Regions from separate parts of the Rattus norvegicus genome. Here region 2 is linked to region 1. The links are chromatin contacts, called in public Hi-C maps. All regions are on one chromosome and are shown on one strand. Each heading gives the region's core, a stretch centred on a gene start, on an enhancer-like site or on the middle of the called end of the contact. The rest is flanking DNA. Distances are from core to core; before and after follow the strand shown.

Region 1 (4,801 bases), core at 2,099-4,598:
GCAGAAACAAACTAATCTTGTGAGACCTTCAAGGGCGTTGGTCAGCACTGTTCTAAAACATTTTCCCCATTTATAGCTTAAGTTTAAAGCAAGTTACTGCGTAGGCTAAAAATGTTTTGTACTAAATCAAGACCTGAGTATAACCAGTGCAATCATATGCTAATCCTAGAAAGTGTGTAGAATAGTTACCTGTAGGTGACACCCACATTCATTCAAACAATTGGGCTACTAACCCCAAGGCTGTTTCTCCAGCTGTTGTTTGCACCAATAAAGCAGCAACATATCAGAGTGGCCAGGAGTGTCTAGCTATGATATGACATTGTCATCTATAAATATGTACACACACATAGCTTTCTTGGTTCATATGTAGTCAATAGCCCAACAGAACAGGTTGGGTTACATGTAGTGTACACAGTATCAACCCTGGGCTCCTCGATTCACCCTTCTTGTAGTATTCTTAGCACACAAAAGTAAATGCCAATGACTAATATTTGAGGTAGATACCATCAATTTTGTGTCTGTTGAATACAGAGTTCTAGGGACTATTTTAAGAGATGCTTTTTCAGTGTAGACTATCCCAGAGAGTAACACTTGCTTCTTAATTGTCCTTGTTCCCTTTCCCATAGCAACTTGAACTCTTCCCTGGATGTTTTAGGTGTCCAGCAAGTGCTTGTTTTGTGTGCTAAGAGAATGAGTCTTGATGGTTTTGTGTGTAAGGCTCCTCTTTCAAAAAAATATGTTTATGATATCAGTATTGTCCAGATGGGCTTTCAGCGAGGTGCCTCTGTATCCCAAAACAAGAAAAGGAACACCAACAACATATGTTTGCTATGTTCTAGATGAATGTACTGATCAGGTGCTTGTAGAAATGATACAGTAGCAACAAAATTGGATTGGTCTAAGATCTGGGAAAATTCCAGAAAGAAGGCAAGGCCTTACTTGCTTGCTCACTGCTGGATCTCTAACACCTAACATTGTGCCTGGGCTGCCTTGAGGAGAGGCTCTGTGCGTATTTTCAAGTAAGTGGGTGAATAGCAAGGTTAAATGGTAAAGCGAGCTCCAAAGTGTTCTCACGGCCAGGACAGAGGATACAGCGCAGCAGCACTCCGCTGGGGCCGGTGATGGGAGAAGACGCACCAAGCAATGGAATTTGGATTCCATCTTGTTTCAAGGAGTCAACAGGCTGCTTAGAAGGAAGGATGTATGTAGGTTTCTATTTAGTACATAATTTTCAGCCCGCAGGCATTTTCTGTTGTGAATGTGAGTCCTCAGCATAGACAGCACTGGGTTCTGTGTATAGAACACGCTCATCCCATGGCCCTAAACTGCTCCTGTGAGGCAGGTAGCTTTTGTACCACACCATTCTCCTCAGGGCAGAGTGCAGTGCTCCCTGGCCAGGGGCAGCAGTGTTGGTCCCTTGATTTTCAGCTTCCTGTCCTGCCCACCACCTTTGTGGCCTGGATCCCTTTTCCTCTGTCCAGGGAGACGGTATATGGAGCCTTCTGTGTTGGAGTGTCATCCTGCTGTCTTGTTTGACCTAGGGTGGGAGGCTTCTGGTGTGAAAAACAGAAGCCTAGCACAGAAGGGCAACATGGGCATGTTCTCTACCTCTAGTCTCTGTCCTCACTGTCACCTTTACAAGAGGAAGGTCAGTTACAAAGAGGAAGTGAACTGTAACCCACCATGTGCATTCCAGACAAGATCCTCCCTGAAGTGACCCACCCTTGTGTGTTCTCTGCAGTTGTGTCTTCTCTTGGGGCTGCTTTCTGATCGTTAAGCCCTCCCTACCCACCCCACTGTTACCTCTCAATAACCACACATGGGGCCCTCCCCACCTTCCCCAGCACATTTCGGGGCTCAGCTACAGTGTGACTTCCAAAAGCTGCATGCATGAGGCAAGGTCAACCTTACCCCGTCTTTCCATATCTCAATTCCTTGCTGAATTGTAGGACAGTCACATAAGACTGACTGATCTAGATCAGCACGGTTCTGGAAGAAGACAGTAGTGAGCAGCTACCTGTTCAGTCTTCTCAAAGAAAGGAAGCAAACAACCCGTGATGTTCAGAATCCCTGATCTGAAAGAGTGTCTCTTCCTTCTCGTCAGGTTAGTGAAGGGCCAGCCACTCAGTAAAGATACAGAACAACAGTAACTCTTCCACCTGTGCTGTGGCTTCTGGTGACTGTGCTGTTGTCCTGGTTCCTAGACAACTGTGATCCATACCAGATGATCTCACAGAAACTATCTGGTTGGTCAAAACCTGCTGAGTGACCAGCAGCCAGATTTAGCCCACAAAGTGCTCATTTGCACTTAGCCTAAATTAACTGTGAGGCTCTGATTAATAATTTTAAAAGTGGCTTCACATCAAAGTTCCAGGACTGTACTTTTTTCTCTCTGGAAATGTCAGGGCTTGGTGTCAGCTGGCGCTTGGGGGTGGACCCACTGTGCCACAGCCGATGGCCCTTGGAGGTGGACCCACTGTGCCACAGCCGATGGCCCTTGGAGGTGGACCCACTGTGCCACAGCCGATGGCCCTTGGGGTGGACCCACTGTGCCACAGCTGCAGCTTGTGTCTTGAGTAGGAAGCTGAGTCAGTTTTTGGCAATGTGGTTTTGTTTTGTTTCTACAACAGAATTAAGAGGACATTTTCTTATATTAGAAAATGAAAGACCGGGCTAGAGAGATGGCTCAGTGGTTAAGAGCACTGACTGCTCTTCCAGAGGTCCTGAGTTCAATTCCCAGCAACCACATGGTGGGTGACAACCATCTGTAGGGGGATCTGATGCCCTCTTCTGGTGTGTCTGAAGACAGCTACAGTGTACACGTATAAATAAAAATAAATAAACCTTAAAACAAACAAACAAACAAACAAAAAACGAAAGACCAAGAGACCAATGCCATTTCAAAAGGCTGGTAAAGAACATGTTCCTTGTGGAAGTGGGAAGCATTAGTGGCCATCAGGGTAATGCAGGGAGCGCACCTGGGAAAACCCCGCTGCGAAGCGGGTCTGGTCCTCTTGGCCTTTAGTTTTTTGGCTCTAGTGGACTTCAGATTTCGTAATCTTTGGGCAGTAATCCATCATCGGTGTCGTTTCCCATTAAATCATAGCCTGCAACACTTCTGCTTCCCAGAAGAGAAAGCATCGTTACTTTATAATCATTATTTTAATGGTTGGAAATCGTTTGGTTTGACTGTGAAAGTGGCTAGCCAGTGCCTGCTGGGGTTTCCTTGGCTCTGTGACTATCAGAAGGACTGCATGGAGTAACAGAAAGCCTCCTAGCCCGCGTCCTGTCAACCTGTGACTATTTCCACATCTTGCACAAGCCCTAGCAACTCTCAGGCAAGCTTTCGTGTCTCTGTAAGAAATGTGAGGAAATAATGTTTGACTGACACGGTAAACTCTTCTACTCTATCCTGCACCTAGCAGGCTCTAACTAGATCTTTGTGAGTTCACATACTCAACTGAAACCTCTGGGTTGCTAATATGTAGAGAGTCATTTCTACTTAGTAATCCACAAGCTAGTGTGGCTTTGGCTTGGGGTCTATGTGTGTAAGTGTGATTTCACTAATAAAAGTTAGTTCCCTGGCTCACGGTCTTCTGCCTGTTTATCTCACCATCTCCTGACTGTGTGACATTTGACTCTGCTCTTTACCTTAGTTTTTGTTTTTTGTTTTTTTTTTTCTCGGAGCTGAGGACCGAACCCAGGGCCTTGCGCTTGCTAGGCAGTTGGGGATTTAGCTCAGTGGTAGAGCGCTTGCCTAGCAAGCGCAAGGCCCTGGGTTCAGTCCTCAGCTCTGGAAAAAAAACAAAACAAAACAAAAAGAATGTAGACAACATTTACCTTCGTTTTTACAGATGTGTAGAGTATGTATGTGCTTGTGCGTTTATGTGTGTAGGCCATGCTGTGCCTGTGAAGACACTCCTCCTTCCCCCCATGTCCTGCCTTTCCTGCTGAGATGCCACGATGGCTGCTGGTCCTCTGCTGGCTGCTGTTTGCCCATTCATTTCTTCCTCTTCTTTTTGTGTTTCAGAATGAAGTTTACGGACTGGCAAAGAAGTGTAACTTGACAGAGCGCCAGGTTGAAAGATGGTTTAGAATTCGCCAGAAGCAAAACAAACCTTGCAGGTTGCAGAAATTCCAAGAATCTTGGTAAGAAGGGCCGGAAGCGTAGGTATCACTGTAATTTTAGCCAGCAATGTGGCGTGCAGAGCACGCCCTGACACCAGAGGGGAGGAAGGATCCAAATGCATTTTGCACTTTCCATAGGATCTGTTCCCTACACCAACAAAAGCAAGTTTGGTTTATTTGAATGGTTTCATTAAACACGTCTGCAAAGGTAACATCTAAAGTCCAAAGCACCATCTCACAGCAGCTCAACAATGAGCGTAGTGCAAAATGTACAGTTAGTGGCTGCTGAGAGACCCCAGGTTAGAATTCAGCTGCAAACAGTGTACATTGTTAAACCATTTATAATTCAGAAAGGTTTTTTTTTTAATGAGGAGAAAGCTGTTACTCTTAACTGTCCTTGCTTCTCTCTTCTCTTCTAGAAGACACAAGGCTCTAAGGTGGACCCAGTGCTTATTCTGTACTTTAGCCTGAACCCAGACAAACCATAAGCATGTCTTATCGGCTGTTTCTCCTTTCTAGGGTTGAGGTTAGGAAGTCTCAAGACTCTGTCCCAAGTCTGCTGTCTTTATGTTATTGGGGCAGAAGATGTGAGAATGCATCCTCAGATGTGAGCACATCCCTCAGAATTTCATCCCTGTCCTCTTCTAAATTGTAAGGAGCCACTGTGTGCAAC
Region 2 (5,510 bases), core at 2,949-5,448, 78 kb after region 1:
TATTGCTTTGAACTTTAATGACACAAAAGGTATTGGATCAAATTCATATCTCAACCTTCTGAATTTTCAGGTTCAACACTGGTTTCCAAACTCTTTTATAGGAATACAAGACTGCAGGAATTTCAAGTTCACAATTTGTTGTGGCACATGTAAGCGCCCCTCAGACATCGCCACAATTTTCCATGAACGCTCTTAATACCCCTAAAGTTTCCTTCTGCCCCTCAGCATCCTTCCTCTGTGCACCACCACTATCAAATTAGTTTGTATTCTCTGGGATTTTATGTAAGTAAAACCACATACATTGTACTTTTTTTTTAAATGTGGCTCTCTCCATTTAATAATCACTTTGAGATTAATTTATATTGTGGCAGGCATCAACAGTTCTTCTACCTCTTTGTAAGCACCACAGTGACCTGTTGGCTATGGCCCTTCTACACGTTATTCGTTTGTTCGCCTGTTGATTGACACCCAGGATGTCTCCAGTTTGGGATTTTTACAATGACATCGCATGTCATCAATTCTTTGTGTGGGTATACAAGTTTGCATGGAATAGGGACATAACGGTGTAGGTGTGTGATAATTTTTAAAGAAGCTACCAAGGGCTGTGGCTGGAGTGTAGAGTATTTGCCTATCATGCTAGAAGTCCTGGGTTTGGCCCAGCACACATTGAAAAGCATGAGCTTGCCTGTCAAACCAGCATGCAGGAAGTAAGTGTAAGAGTGTCAGAAGTTCAAGGTCATCTTCAGCCACACAGCAGGCTCAGCATTGAGACCAGGCTGATATGTACGAGACCTGGTCTCAGAAAAGTAGTAGAAATAGTCAAAATGCTTTCTAAAGCAGTTGTACTATTTCAGTTTTACCAGTTGTATCTGTAAATTCTGGTTCCATTAACACCCTCCAGTACTTGGTTGGTGCGTTATCTGTTCTTTTCTTTTTTTTTAAGATTTATTTATTTTATATAAACGAGTACACTGTAGCTGACTGCTGACACACCAAAAGAGGGCATCGAATCCCATTACAAATGTTTGTGAACACCATGTGGTTGCCAGGAATTGAACTCAGGACTTCTGGAAGAGCAGTTAGTGCTTTTAACCGCTGAGCCATCTCTCCAGCTTCTGTGATGTCGGTTTTTAACCCTTTCTAATAGGTATACGATAGTCATTTTACTATGGTTCATTTGCATATGACCAAAGACAAACAACTGTGACCGTCTTTATAAATCTTATTTTTCTATTTGTAGGATGTCTATTGGAGTCTTGTGCACTTTTAAAAACTGGGTTGTATTCCTTGCGTATTGTATTTTATTGTGGTGAAATTTTTGTAACCAAGAAGTCACCATTTTAGCATCCTAAGTGTATGACTCACAGCTCCAAATGCAGAAGTGAGGATGCACAGCCAACACCTTTATCATTTCTAACCTTACCCTTACCGTCACTCTACACAGATGCCTATTAAATAACACCTCTCCCTCTCCCTCTCCCTCTCCCTCTCCCTCCCTCCCTCCCTCCCTCTCTCCCTCTCCCTCTCCTTCTCCCTCTCTCCTTCCTTCCCTCCCTCCCTCCCCCTTTCTCCCTCCAGCTTCTGGCAATCTCTATCCTATACACTGAACCATGTGGTAACTTTATATTTAATTTTTGAGACATTTCATGATACTTTAAAAGAGATGCCAGAGCGTTACTTTCCCACTATGAACGGACAGTTTCCCATGTCTTCATTTCCTCACCGATGACACTGTTGCTCCTTGCAGTAGTTAGAGCATGAAACAAACAGCATGTGATAAATACAGCATGTGATAAATACAGCATGCAATAAATAGCCTCTCTCTGCTCACTGGAGCTCAGTGGAGTTCAGATATTAGCAACTAAGTATATTTGATAAGCACAGTCTAGTTACAGAGAGCCGGTCACGGTTTCTCTGCTCAGCCGTGTCTTTCAAAGCATCCTTCGTAGTGGAAGAAGACTTTGAGCGGCACACATAAAAGAGGAGAGACACTACTGAGCCGCTGATCATCTGCCAAGTGTTTATTAGTGTTCCTATGCATCAGCAACGCCTGGGGTGCTGGGTGCAGACGTACACATTAGTGAAGTGGGGTTATTTGAACAACGGAGGCCTTCCATGTCCCCTTGCTTTCTCACTAACAGAGGACTATTTAACATCTGGCCCCTAATCACTGTTGCTGTTTTTAATCCAACCTCCATGAACTTGCCAAACTGAAACGGGTCCAGACAAGAAAGAATGACAAACAATGAACTGAGGAGGGCATGGGTTCGATGCTTGCTTAGCACATTTGATAGCCGGAGTGTTGTCGGGTAGTCAGCAGAGAAGACGGCCCAGCCATGGGTTTAAGCCAGTAGAAAGTCCATTAGCAAGCCAGAAATCACATGGGATGTTCAGGATCTCAGTACAGTCCTGAGCCTTCATCGGGGTGAGCTTTTAAGCACAAAACCATGTCCCGGGTTGACATACTGTTAACAAGAACAGTTAGCCAGAAGCAGAACTACAGAAGCTGAAGAGCAAGCTTAGTACACTCAGAGCCTTTCCTACAACTATGGTTGTCACAGCCTTTGGTTTAGTGTTAGAAGGTAGTTCTGTCTAGGTGCTGAGTTTTATAGCCTGAATGGCATTTGTACCATGGAGTTCGTTGTGCTAATGTCTGGGGCCTTGTTATAGGGGTCTTTGAAACGTCTGATTTGATCAATCACTTTTCTTCTTTTCTTCATAAATTCAGTAAATCTTAAAAAAAAGTGCTTATGATATGTCAGGTATCTCTCAGGCCCTTGTTTTTATTTTCAAGAATAGTCTAAATGATTAGAAGTTAGCCCTCCAGGGGGAGACAGCATAGCTTAGCTCCTTGAGTTACAGAGAAGAAACTGAACCACTCTCAGGGGAAAGACGTCCCCGGCTGTCACTACAGTTGGCTGCTGTGTGACTACACGCAGATGGGGCTAAGCATGTCTTTTTCCTTCTAGTTTCCCCCATAATGGTTGAGGTCATGGTTAAGTTCTCAAAGCTCAAGTGAGACAAAACCCTACTCATAGCCACCGGCAGAGCCTGACCCACGCCTCCTAGTCACCTTCAGCTGCCAACCAGTGAGTGGCAGCCACTGGATCAGAGACTAGATGGCAGCGCACTCTGTGATAAGCCTTTGCGGAGAGCTTCAGACAACTTACCAGGGCAGGGGCATCAAACTTCTTACCTTGTCTCTGGATGCTTTCTGGTCATATAACCCTGTGGTGAAGCCTAGATCCTGTGATGAAGGGGTGAGTCGGGGCCTGTCACAGTTTTGCTTTTTAAAAACAAGCAAGCAAACAGACAAACCAAAAATAGGTGAGATGGGGAGCCGTCTGTGACCACTGTGGTATCCTTTTCTCTGTCAGTCCTGCTTTCTGTAAGACATTTTAAAGAGGCCAATGGAATTACCTGTAGGGATCATCATATCTGCTTAGATACTGCTGGGGAAAGGAATATTCATTCTGTTCTTGAAAACCAGCGTTGAAGTTCAGGGTCTGCCACACTCAGTTCTCTGGTGTCCTACTGTGCAAACCTCAGCTAACATGCCTCCCTAAATACACCTGACCTAAAGTCAGGCTCACAAATTCAAGGCCTGGCTCTGACAGAAACGAGCTGTCCAATTTAAGCAAACTCCTTACGTTTTCTTCTCCCCGGTTTCCCAGTCTTCAGGGCAGTGTTATCACGCCTTCCTGGCTTTTGTGAATATAAAGACTTCAAGAAGCCTGTGCGCTGTGGAGACACACTGTAGATATAGAAGTCAGGTATGAACTCAGGTGTGCTAGAAACACTGGTCTGGGTCTTTCCAGCCTAAACAAGTCAAAAATAGGAGCCACTTCAATACACAATTTTTTTTTCTTGTACGTAACTGGTTGATCTGGCCTATCTTCCTGGGAAGCTATAGCAGCCTCAGAGGTGATCTCCCAACTGAGGACAAACTGAAGGCCAGGTTGGTGGCCTCCTGGCTCCTCCAGGATCCCCACAACCGAGTTGGCTCGCGCCTGCCACCTGGTGTCACAGTCTACCTACTGCCTAGAAACCACGTGTAAGAAAGTGCTTACAACCTAACTACGCACGTTGGTTTCGACCGGCTCTAACCAATACGGACAAGGAAGGCGGGGCAGAGGAAAGCAAAAGCCCAATCACCACCTACTTTCCAAGGAGAAGGTGGGGCTTAGTATTTACCATGTTGGGTTTGTCCGCAGCGCTAATTACTTTTTCCAAAGGCTGCAGGGCTTCACTCCGGCTGGCGTCGCCGCCTCACGCGCCCCTGCTCTGCCGCTACGGTCTTGGGGGCTGCTGGTCCCGAGTACCATGTGTGACGGCACCCTGCTGCCCCCTCTCGTCCTGTCCTTGCTGCTGCTGGTGTGGGGTTTGGACCCGGGCACAGGTAGTGTTCTTAACTAATGCGGCCACCTTCCCGGTGCCTTCCCGAAGCATCCTGGCGCCCGGGTGCCTGGGTGGACTGCTGACAGCATCCCCGGAGGAGGAGAGCGAAGGCCGCGGCCGGAGAACTGGCCTCTGGTTCCCCCTCGACCCCGGGTGCGATCGAGTGGCTTCGCCGGCTTAGAGAGGCCCGGCTCGGGGAGGGAAGGGAGTGCGGGGTCACGGCTGTGCGATACCCACGGAGCCCTGGGAACCCGCGCCGGAGCCGCCGGCAGCCCTGGTGGCCAGGCCGGTGCTGACGCCTGTCCTTTCTCCCCGCAGTTGTCGGCGACGCGGCGGCCGACGTGGAGGTGGTGCTCCCAAGGCGGCTGCGCCCCGACGACGTGCACCTGCAGCTGCTGCCGGGAGCAGCGGGGCTCCGGCAGTGGCGGCGACCGCGAGCATCTCCAGGCGACCCTCGAGCGGGACCGGGAGAGCGCGCCCTGCTGCTGCACCTGCCGGCCTTTGGGCGAGACCTATACCTGCAGCTGCGTCGCGACCTGCGCTTCCTGTCCCCAGGCTTCGAGGTGGAGGAGGCGGGTGTCTCAGGGCGCAGCGGACACCCTGCGGAGCTGTGCTTCTACTCCGGACAAGTCCTGGGCCACCCGGGCTCCCTCGTCTCCCTCAGCGCCTGTGGCGCCGCCGGCGGCCTGGTATTGCCCGCGCCCCCTATGGGTCTGCCTTGCCCAGTCTGTTACTTCTCCTGGGGTGGTCCCGCGGAGGGCTGGGCGGGAGAAGACCTACCTCCCTCCCTATCTCCTTCACTTGGCCTTTCTGACTGTGCCTTCCTAGCAGAGGGAACACAAGGGAAGCCCTGCCATTGTACTGGCTTCTGTTGTGTGCTGAACCTGGCCGAAGTGGGGTTGCATTGAGAAATTAGCTATAGCTCACCTAGAGGAACGAATATGAACCTGATGTTCCCACTCTCTCAGCATCAGCACAGGTGTGCATGTTTTCTGCACGTTATGGGGAAGGAGTAAAGTGTCCATTTCCTCTGTCTGGGGAATGGGGTATCTATGCACCTCTCTTCTGTCCCGTGAGCCTTTTTATACTAGGAGGGGACCCCAGGCAGGCCA

The links. Hi-C and Micro-C count contacts between places; a contact is called where the count stands out from the background.
Region 2: a contact with region 1 is called in a Hi-C map of liver, with 5 times the contacts expected there. The contact joins the promoter of Adamts17 here to the enhancer-like site in region 1.

What each region holds. Positions count from the first base shown.
Region 1 is chr1:129,775,068-129,779,868 of GRCr8, forward strand. It overlaps Cers3 (ceramide synthase 3), which reads left to right. Exons shown (of 13, transcript NM_001127561.1): 6 at 4,031-4,149. Among named protein-coding and RNA genes, the nearest start is that of Cers3, 29 kb to the left of the region's middle. Within about 2 kb of position 3,349, at least 2 of the 93 cell types and tissues checked have an H3K27ac peak or open chromatin away from gene starts, as enhancers often do. A contact at or near this core is called in liver, where this site is marked.
Region 2 is chr1:129,851,865-129,857,374 of GRCr8, forward strand. It overlaps Adamts17 (ADAM metallopeptidase with thrombospondin type 1 motif, 17), which reads left to right and starts at 4,199. Exons shown (of 23, transcript XM_218753.11): 1 at 4,199-4,399; 2 at 4,717-5,087. The coding sequence starts at 4,324.